Regions from separate parts of the Sus scrofa genome. Here region 2 is linked to region 1. The links are chromatin contacts, called in public Hi-C maps. All regions are on one chromosome and are shown on one strand. Each heading gives the region's core, a stretch centred on a gene start, on an enhancer-like site or on the middle of the called end of the contact. The rest is flanking DNA. Distances are from core to core; before and after follow the strand shown. Region 1 holds the start of RHBDF2 (inactive rhomboid protein 2). Region 2 overlaps UBE2O ((E3-independent) E2 ubiquitin-conjugating enzyme).

Region 1 (4,510 bases), core at 134-2,633:
CCCCAGGACGCAGCTCCGAGCGGCGCCGGCCAGCGGCTGGGCGGTGGCTCCTGGGGGCGGGGCCCCGGCGCTCCGCCTCTTCCCTACCTGCGCGGGGCGGCGGGGGAGGGGGCGGGGCGGGGGCGGGGCCTGGGGCGGGGCCTGGTGCCGGGGGGCGGGGCGGGGCGGGCCGGCCCGGGCCGGGTCCGCGCTGGACGCCAGTGTCCTGCTCTGCGGTTCCTGGGGCAGCGGTGCCCAGCGACGGATCCAGTGGTGTCTCAGCCCGGGCAGAGCCCTATTTTCCGCTGGAGCTCGTCTTCCGGGCGCCATCCTCTCCTCCCCCGACAAAGAGAAAAATCTAGGTCCGAAGTGCCACGATCACGTCAACCCTCTAGAAAAACCACTCCAGTAACAGCCATCTCCCATACCCTCCCTCCAGCGCCTTCATCCTTAGGTCAAACAAGCCTGTTCCCCCGGACCTTTTAGCCCTCACCCTTTCCTTGAAACACATTTGGAAGGTCTCGCCTGTGAGTCCTGTTGCAGCTTCTGCCTCCAGGAAGCCTTCTCTCATCTCTGCCCCTGCCCGCGACTCTCCGTTACCGCCAACGCGCCCTCCTCCGCATCCTCCCGAGGCGGAGGCGCCTTCCAAGGCTGAGGACGGGTCTTACTCAACTTCCCCTGCCCCCACCCTCCCTCGGCATTAAGTCCAGAGCTGGTGCCAATGACAGAAGCGTGCCTAGGGTTTGCCGCTGGGAGAAGCTCTGGCTGGGTGCCTGGGTGGACGGCGGGGTCTCTAGACGAGTCACAGGAATCTTCTTTAGGGCAGACTCAGTAAAACACCCGCGCTGCCTCTGCTCCAATGACGCAGAACCTTCCTGATGGGGCAGAATCTTGGTTCGCATGGATTCCTGCCACGGACGCAGAGGAAAGATGTCAAGATCTGGAGATTCCGGAGTTCCCCGTTGTGGCTTAGCGGGTTAAGAACCCGACTAGTATCCATGAGGATGCAGTTCTATCCCTGGCCTTGCTCAGTGGGTTAAGGATCCAGCGTTGCCCCAAGCTGCAGGAAAAGTCCCAGATGCAGCTCCCATCCAGTGTTGCTGTGGCTGTGGCGTAGGTCTGCAGCTGCAGCTCCAATTCGACGCCTAGCCTGAAAACTTCCCTAGTCTGTAAAAATAAAAACTAAAATAAAATAGAGGTAGGAGTTTCCACTGTGGGGCAGTGGGTTAAGGATCAGGTGTTGCCGCAGCTGTAGTGGGGGGTTGCAGCTGTGGCTGGTATGGGAACCCTGGCTGGGGAACTTCCATATGCCTCCAGCGTGGCTGAAAAAGGAAAAAAAAAAAAACATGGGGCTTTTGTAAGAAGCCCCTTAGAGGGTACTCACTTCTAATTGTTAGCAGCTGCCGTTGAAACTCAGACTGCTCTTACTGTTATCACAGGAGGTCCCCAATGTCTCCTCCAAGCCAGTCTCTATTTGCTCTCAGCCCAGAGAAGCTCTGCTCTGACTCTTGATCTCCCTCCTCTGCTGCAATTTCTCCCCTAGCTCTGCTGCTTCCCTGGGGTGGGGGCAGGCACAGTCCACTTGGCCCCACCCCTGCAGAGTCCCTCAAGCAGCTGCCCTGCAGCCTGAGCCAAAAATTCCTGCACCTCCCCGCTCCCAGAGGCAAGTGCAGACCCATCTACTCTGACGCACTGGGTAGCTGTGGCCCGGGCTGACCCCTGCTGGTGCCAGGATTGCTCAGGGTCTGACTACCTCCAGGGGCAGGGGGCACCCATCTCCCTCCTTGGAGGCCAAGGACCCGCCTAGCCTCCCCCTTCAGACTAGATGAACTAAACGATTGTGTGGGTGGGTGTGTTGGGGGCGGGATCCGGGCTGAGCTCCCAAGGCCAGATGTCCCTTTCTCAGCCCTGGGCCGGCTCTTATCATCTCGCCTTCCCCCTGGAGCAGGCCTCGCCAGCCTGGAGGACCAGAGGTTGATGTGATACTCAAGCCTCCGGGGAGAGGGGCAAGGTCTGGAAGCCTGGGGACAGGAATCTGGCCATGGTGTTGGTCTCAGGGTGGGTCCAGACCTTGATCCTTTGCAGAGCTCCTGAGGAACCCCCCCAGCACCCCTGTTATCACTAACCTGGACAGGGGTGGGGGGTGGGGTGAGAGGGCAGGTAGGGGTGGGGGTGGGGAGTAAAGAGAAGGAAGATCAGCCAGAGAAAGGCTTTGGGGAGTGGAGGGTGGGCCGAAGCTGGAGGATCCCTCGGCAGGAGCACAAGCGGGGACCACGTATCTGGCACCCACAGCATCCAAATCTTGGGAAGCTGCGGGGTACAGAGAAGACCAGAGCCCCACGAGGAGAGCCGGTGTTCTGCCGGGGAGATGAAGCACTCAAGGAACAATGACAGGAAGGGCAGCAAGCCGTCCCGAATCCTTCCCCTGACCCCTGTGGTCTAACACGTTATCTAGCACACGCCACCCTTGAGACAGCTCCAGAAGTGGTACCCTTTCTATCACCTCCATTGCAGGGCTGAGACAGAGGAGGCAGAGAGAGAGAGAGAGGTCGAGCAGCTGGACTTAACTCAGTCACCATCCGACGGTAGACTCTGGCGAGTGGTCCTGCAGGAGCCCCCAGGAGGAGTGGAGGGATTCCAGGTGGCGGCCGATGTCATGGATTTGTCCCATCAGAAACAGGGCACGCTGGGGAGTTCCCTTTGTGACTCAGCAGTTAACAAACCTGACTAGGATCCATAAGGATGCGGGTTCGACCCCGGCCTCGATCCCTGGATTCAGGATCCAGCGTTGCTGTGAGCTGTGGGGTAGGTGGCAGATGGGGCCCAGGTCTGGTGTGGCTGTGGCTGTGGGGTAGTCCGGCAGCTGTAGCCCTGATGCGACCCCTAGCCTGGGAACCTCCATAGGCCGCGGGTGCGGCCCTAAAAAGACAAAAAAAAAAAAAAAAAGAAAGAAACAGGGCACGCTGCCCAGCGTGCAGGTGCTGGGCTGCTTATCACAGGCTTGGCTGCAACAGCAAGCACCTGTCCAGCCGGCAGGCAGGGCATTAAACAGAGCAGGGGATAATCTGCAGTCATGTCACTCAGCTGTGAACAGTGGGGAGCTCACTCGCTCTCTGCTGATTTGGATACAGCCTAGATGCGTTAAGTGTCAAGGAGCAAGAGGCACGTTTAGTGTAACTGCATTTACCTACAGTTAAAGGGTCATTATATATATAAATGCTGGTAGAGCCACAGAAACCTCTCTGGAAGTATGTTTGTGGAGTGAGCACGAAGAGAGCACGAAGAGGGGAAAAACGGACTTGCTTTTCATTTCATGCCATGGGCCTGCATTATTTTTATAATTCACACACACACACCCAGTCTAAAGTTTATTTATTTATTTATTTTTTTTTTTTGTCTTTTGTCGTTGTTGTTGTTGCTATTTCTTGGGCCGCTCCCGCGGCATATGGAGGTTCCCAGGCTAGGGGTTGAATCGGAGCTGTAGCCACCGGCCTACGCCAGAGCCCCAGCAACTCGGGATCCGAGCCGCGTCTGCAACGTACACCACAGCTCACGGCAACGCCAGATCGTTAACCCAGTGAGCAAGGGCAGGGACCAAACCCGCAACCTCATGGTTCCTAGTCGGATTCGTTAACCACTGAGCCACGACGGGAACTCCTAAAGTTTATTTTTATTTATCTTTTGTCTTTTGTCTTTTCAGGGCCACACTGCGGTATAGGGAGGTTCCCAGGCTAGGGGTCCAATTGGAGCCATTGCTGCTGGCCTACACCACAGCCACAGCAACACCAGATCCGAGCTGCGTCTGTGACCTACACCACAGCTCAGGGCAACACTGGATCCTTAACCTGCTGAGCGAGGCCAGGGATTGAACCCGAAACCTCATGGTTCCTAGTCGGATTCGCTTCTGCGGCACCAGGACAGGAACTCCTAATGTTTATTTTTAAATGGGCCTAAAAGTGGAGTGAGGATCTTGACAGGTAGGAAGGAGGAGTTTTAGGTGGAAAGAACAAGAAGGCACAGGAGTGAGGAATTCTGGTTATGGGCAGGGAAACCTCTGGTCCCACGTTTGGCTGTATCACAGGAAGTGTTGGGAGGGTGATGGGTGGTGACAAGCCTGGGAAGGCAGGTGGGTGTGAGGCTCTGATGGATCAAGATAAGGTGTTTTTGTTTAATCTTACAAGTAATGGAGAGTTGGGGGTTTTTTGTTTCATTTTGTTTTTGTTTTTTTTGTTTTTTGTTTTTTTGCCTTTTTAGGGCTGCCTGTGTGGCATATATTAGTTCCCAGGCTAGGGGTTGAATCGGAGCTGCAGCTGTTGGCCTGCACCACAGCCACAGCAACTTGAGATCTGAGCCGTGTTTGTGACCTACACCACAGCTCACAGCAATACCAGATCCTTCACCCACTGACTGAGGCCAGGGATGGAACCCACATCCTCATGGATCCTAGTCGGGTTCATTTCCGCTGAGCCACAGCGGGAACTCCTCCCCCCCCCCTTTTTTTTAAATGAAGGAGAAAAGAATAGCTTTATTG
Region 2 (5,033 bases), core at 980-3,479, 98 kb before region 1:
TGTTCTTGAGGCTCTCCAGGATCTTGATGGCCTCCTTCAGCTCGCGGAAGCTCTTCGGGGGCCCGTCCTTGCCAGCCTTCTCCATCAGCCCGGCCACAGGGGCGGCCATGGCCACGGCCCCCTGGATGGCGGCCGTGGCGGCCTCCTCGCTGATCACCACACCCTTGTCCTCCTCGGGGGCTGCCGGCGGCTCGGTGGCTGGGAGGGGGGGCTCCTCTATCTTGGGGTGCTCGTCCTCCACCAGCCCATTGTCCGTCTCCCAGCTGTCACTGTCGTCCTCCCACTCATCCGAGGATGCCCCGCTGGTGCTGCCTTCGACCGAGTCATAGTCTGACTCCTCGATCTCGGACTCGATGTTGTACAGGTGCTGGGGGAAGAGGGGCGCTCTGCTGGGGACCCCGGCCCTCGGCAGCCCCTCGGCCCTTCCTCCCTTTCCTGCCCTGGCTCTGTAGTTGGGCCTCTGTGCCAGGTGGTCTCTAGGCCCCGGGAGGCACCTCCGCTGCCCGGCCCCGCCCAGGACCCGAGGCCCAGCCGACAGTCTAGTCTGGCCTCCTGGCCACCAAGTGCACTCACTCTGCTGGGCTGTGTCGCATCCTGTTCCCATCCCCGGAATGGCCTCCTGGATGAGGGGTGCGCCATTCCCCCCGCCCCCCCATGCCAGCACCGGGAGGGGTGAGCCGGGGTGTGAGGATCAGCTCCGACGAGGGGCAAAGAAACGGCGCCGAACAGTCCCGCCGCGCAGGACCCATCTGCGCCCTTCCCTGGTCTGTGAACGCACTCCTCGAGGTGCTGGTGGGAAGGCTCTGCTCCCTATAGGAAGCAACCTGTTTCCTTTCTTTCTTTTTAGGGCCACGCCTGCAGCATACGGAGGTTCCCAGGCTAGGGGTCGAATCCTGCACCACAGCCATGGCCATGTGGGATCCGAGCCGCGTCTGTGATCTACACCACAGCTCACGGCAACGCCGGATCCGTAAGCCACTGAGCGAGGCCAGGGATGGAACCCGCAACCTCATGGTTCCTAGTCGGATTCGCTTCTGCTGCGCTATGATGGGAACTCCTCCAAGCACCCTGTGTTTTTGTTTTGTCTTGTTTTTAAATGGCTGCACCTGCGGCATATAGCTGTTCCCGGGTCAGGGACAGAATCTGTGCCGCAGCTGCCGACGACGCCGCAGCTGCAGCAACGCCAGATCCTTTAAACTCACTGCACCGGGCTGGGGATTGTTGCTACACCTCCGCAGTGACCTGCACCACTGCAGTCAGGTGCTTAACGCGCTGTGCCACAGGGGGAACTCTGCAACCTGCGTTTTCTTAGCACAGTGAGACGGGGATCAAGGCAGGGCCGAGAGCTTTGTGAAAATCTACACACACCTGGCAACCCAGGGAGCCCGCCAGGTGGGCTGAGACTGACGGGCCAGCTGAGGGCTGCCCTCCGTTCTCCTCCCTCACCCTGCACTCTTCCCTTCAAGCTTCCCCGAGACCCCCTACCCAAAAGAAGACAGCCCAGCCAGGCAGGCCCGCGACTCTCCCCACCCCCGCCCAGCGGCCCAGCTGCCAGTTTCGAGCAGGGCCTTACCTGCGGCAGGATGATGGTCTTGGAGTTGTCAGCCCACACCACCTCCACCTTGCTGCTGACGTCCACGCGGGCCACCTGGCCGACCGACGGCTGCAGGGCAAATGGGACCGGGTCAAAGGTGCAGCTCTCCGAGGGTGGGGGCAGGGGCCAGGCCAAGAGAACAGAGGGATGTGGGTGGTCGCCAGAGGCCCCGTGAGGAAGTGGGGCATGGGACCCTCTGGCTGAAACAGCCCCACTGCCGGCTGTCCCGAGCCCCCACTCACTCCCTTCCTGTTCTCGGCATCCTGGTCTCTCCGGGTTTCCAGACATCCCCATGATGGGGTTCCAGGGGTTCGGACTTTGGTTCCCCTGCTTCTGCCTGACCCCACCTAGTGTCCCACTTCTTCTCCAGGGCCCAGCTCAGAGGCCACCTCTGCAGGCCTCTCCTGTGCTCACTCACTTCGGACAGGAGCGGGGCTTCCCTAATAGCTAACTTCTGGAGCTCAGGGAGCAGCTAAGTGAACGAGGTCTGATCCTGGCAGGCTGGGGAGTCCTCGTGCAGGTGGTCAGGCCGAGGGGCAGCCCCACCTGGGATGGCCACTCTCCTGGGGAAGGTGCTAGGGACAGGCCGCCCAGAGGACTCACAGGCCTGGGCTCCTGACGCCCCCTGGTGGCACCATCAGGTAGTGCAGCTGCCACCCGGGCCAGTGAGGAGGAGTCCGGGCTGGAACCCGAGGGCGAGCGGCGGGCGTACCTCATCCTCCTTGTGAGGTGCTCCATCCTCCGTGTTGCCAATTCGGATGACGATGTCGGTTGTGCGGAACCGAAAGTCAGGGTGGTCAGCGATGTCGTAGACGCTCACGTCTTCCTCTTCCCCGATCAGCTGGGTCGGGACGGACGGCGGTGAGCCCGGGGCCCCACCCGCGGCCCACCAGAGCCCACCCTGACGGAGCGCAGGGGCGGCACACACGCACCTCCACGTCGTCTCCGCTCGGCCGCAGCTTGAACCACTTGACCATGCAGGTGCGGCCCACGTGGTCCCCGGACTGCACCACGCCATAGACAGCGGGATCCGGGCAGCTCTGGACTGGGGACCCAGAGGAGGGGACACGCCTCGTTCAGGTGCCCTGGTGGCGCCATGGGCACCCCCCCAACTCCAGTCGACCACGGCAGGGCGTGCAACCCACTGGTTCCCTGGCTGGGCCACTGGAGGCCAGGGAGGCTCTCCCGTCTTCACGAGAGCGCGCCTTCTGCGGGGCAGCCTCCCTGACCCCAGACCTCTGGCCCTTCCTCCCAGGCTCTGCCTGGCCCTACCTCGCTTGTCCACCACGAAGTCCCCGGGGCAGAACTCGTTGTTGTCCAGGTGGTGCACGGGGAAGAGGTCGTTGGAGCGGATGCTGCACTCCACAGAGCCGTCCTGCCACATCACGTCCGCCGAGGTCATTGTGGTCACCACCTCCACCGCCACCCTGCAGCGCGGGCCCAGTGAGCCGGGCCACCGGGACGCCTCCCAGAGGAAAGGACAGGAACCCTCGCTCCCCACCGCCCCGCCCTGTGGGCTTGGTGAGGCTCCTGACCCCAGGCAGGAGGGAAGAAAACCAGCCAGCGGAGGCTCACCTGCCGTGCCTCCGCCCTGCGTCTCCTCCAGGACCGGCCCCCGGCCCATCTGCCCCACTGCCAGGTCTCGCCTTTCCACCCCGCCAGCCCCAGGCACCTAAGCCGCCTTGCCTGGGCACCCCGAGCCCTTACAGAGGTTGCAGACCACATGCGCACCCGCGGGCATGGGCGCCGGGGCCAGTCTCCGGCTGGACGCTCTGCAGGGACGGAGGGAGCCCCGAGCTTACCTGTCCCCTGGCTTGAAGTCGCGAGTGATTTTATTCTTCTTCCGCTTGTGCTTCCGCTTTAGGTTCTTGATAGACAAGGGTATGCTCTTTTTGCGACTTGCGCCACTGCCACTCTGGGAGGAGGTGGTGGAGCTGGCGGAGGAGGTCACGGAGCTGGTGTCATCCGTGTCGTCGGCGGCCTCATCATCCGCGTCCTGCTCGGCTGAGTGCAGCCTGTCGTCCCCCGCTTCCTTCAGCAGGAAGGGGGGCAGCTGCTCGCCGGCCTCCTGTGCCTCCTCCGGGCCCTCGTCCTGCATCTCCTCGGGGCTGGCGGACCCGCCGGGCGTGCCCTCGGGGCTGGTGGACCCCGTCTCGCTCTTGGCTTTGGCGCCCCCCTTCTTGCCCGCCGCGTCCTCCACGGAATGGTCCCGGGGGCACGGGGTGTCCGGGGAGCACGACATGATCCTCACGACCTGCTTCTTCAAGAGGCGCTTCACCTGCGGGGCGGAGCGGGGAGGCGGCGCTGCGGAGGGCAGGGCGGCGCGGCCAGGCCCCAGGCAGCGGGGGCCGGGGGGCGACAGCTCTCCATACCTAACTGGCCTGCAAGGGTCGTCGGCACTGCCCCCCAAGGCCCAGAGCACAGACCTTCCCGGCCGTGGGAATGGCTCAGGGCCAGCTCCTCACACGCCCGCCACACCCCAGCCCCGAGGACATACCTTCTTGGCCATAGAGCCCTCCCCCTGGGCGCAGTGTTTTTCTGGACATTCACAGGCAATCCTGGCCGGCTCTACCTTGGCTGGGAAGACATAAAGACAGCGCTCCCCCAGCTGCCGCTGAGCATGGTCAAAGCATCCGAGACGCTTCACCCTGCAAGCGGGAAGACGCGGGGGCTGGGTCACGGCGCTCTCGGCCCCCCACACTGGGGCCTGCAGCCCGCAGCCTTGCTCAGGGGACGCCGCGGGGCGGGTGGCCTGCTGGAGCCGCTCACCTGCCTAGGTTTTCCTGGGTGATGACAGAGGGCGGGGGGCTGACGCTGTCTGTGCCCCCTGGGCAGAAGCTCTTGGTAATCCACGTCACCTTCAGCTCCACCACCTGCACCTGGGGACGGTGGGCGGGAGAGGCCCAGGTCTAACCCTCTCTCTCTAAGCACCGTCCAGGGCCCACTGGACCCCCCAGCAGGCTCCGCCTGTACCCGCAGCCCCATCCCAGGGGGTCGCCGCGGCCTCCTCGCCACCAGTCGGGCCCAGCAGACCCTCCCACCTTGCTCGGCCCAGGTGGGTCAGGCTGGGGGTCACTGGCCTGCTGGTCACCCCCCTGACCACAGCCCGGGTCCCTCTGTCCTCAGAGCAGGCCACTTCCGGCTGGGAGGCGCTCCAGGCCCTACCTCTTCCACCACCACGCGGAACTTGCTCTTGGTGCTGAGCACCGGCTTGACCCCCGAGAGCCACTGGACGCTGGAGAAGATCTTGGCAGGGCCGATGAGCACCTGGCCTGGGTAGAAGCCGTAGGAGTCATCGAAGAAGAGGCCCTGCAGGATCGGGGCCGGAGGAAAGTCCCTGTGAGCGGTCCTCCTGGGGGACGGTGCTCCCCACCTGCACCCCATGCTGTCCACACGCCACCTCCCTAAGGCTCCAGGGCAGCACCTCCCAGGCCTCAGA

The links. Hi-C and Micro-C count contacts between places; a contact is called where the count stands out from the background.
Region 2: a Hi-C map of alveolar macrophages shows a contact between it and region 1, with 1.9 times the contacts expected there. The contact joins the enhancer-like site here to the promoter of RHBDF2 in region 1. A contact is called at or near these places in 4 of 47 Hi-C or Micro-C datasets (alveolar macrophages, blood, liver and 1 more) and 1 of 2 datasets of contacts at active chromatin or transcription factors (alveolar macrophages).

Annotation. Positions count from the first base shown.
Region 1 is chr12:5,005,407-5,009,916 of Sscrofa11.1, reverse strand. RHBDF2 (inactive rhomboid protein 2) reads right to left here and starts at 1,383. Exons shown (of 19, transcript XM_021066584.1): 1 at 1,364-1,383.
Region 2 is chr12:5,103,652-5,108,684 of Sscrofa11.1, reverse strand. UBE2O ((E3-independent) E2 ubiquitin-conjugating enzyme) reads right to left here. Exons shown (of 18, transcript XM_021066587.1): 6 at 4,760-4,903; 7 at 4,364-4,473; 8 at 4,167-4,242; 9 at 3,397-3,872; 10 at 2,867-3,021; 11 at 2,527-2,639; 12 at 2,307-2,435; 13 at 1,574-1,663; 14 at 1-367. Among named protein-coding and RNA genes, the nearest start is that of SPHK1, 16 kb to the left of the region's middle. Within about 2 kb of position 2,229, at least 1 of the 83 cell types and tissues checked has an H3K27ac peak or open chromatin away from gene starts, as enhancers often do. A contact at or near this core is called in alveolar macrophages, where this site is marked.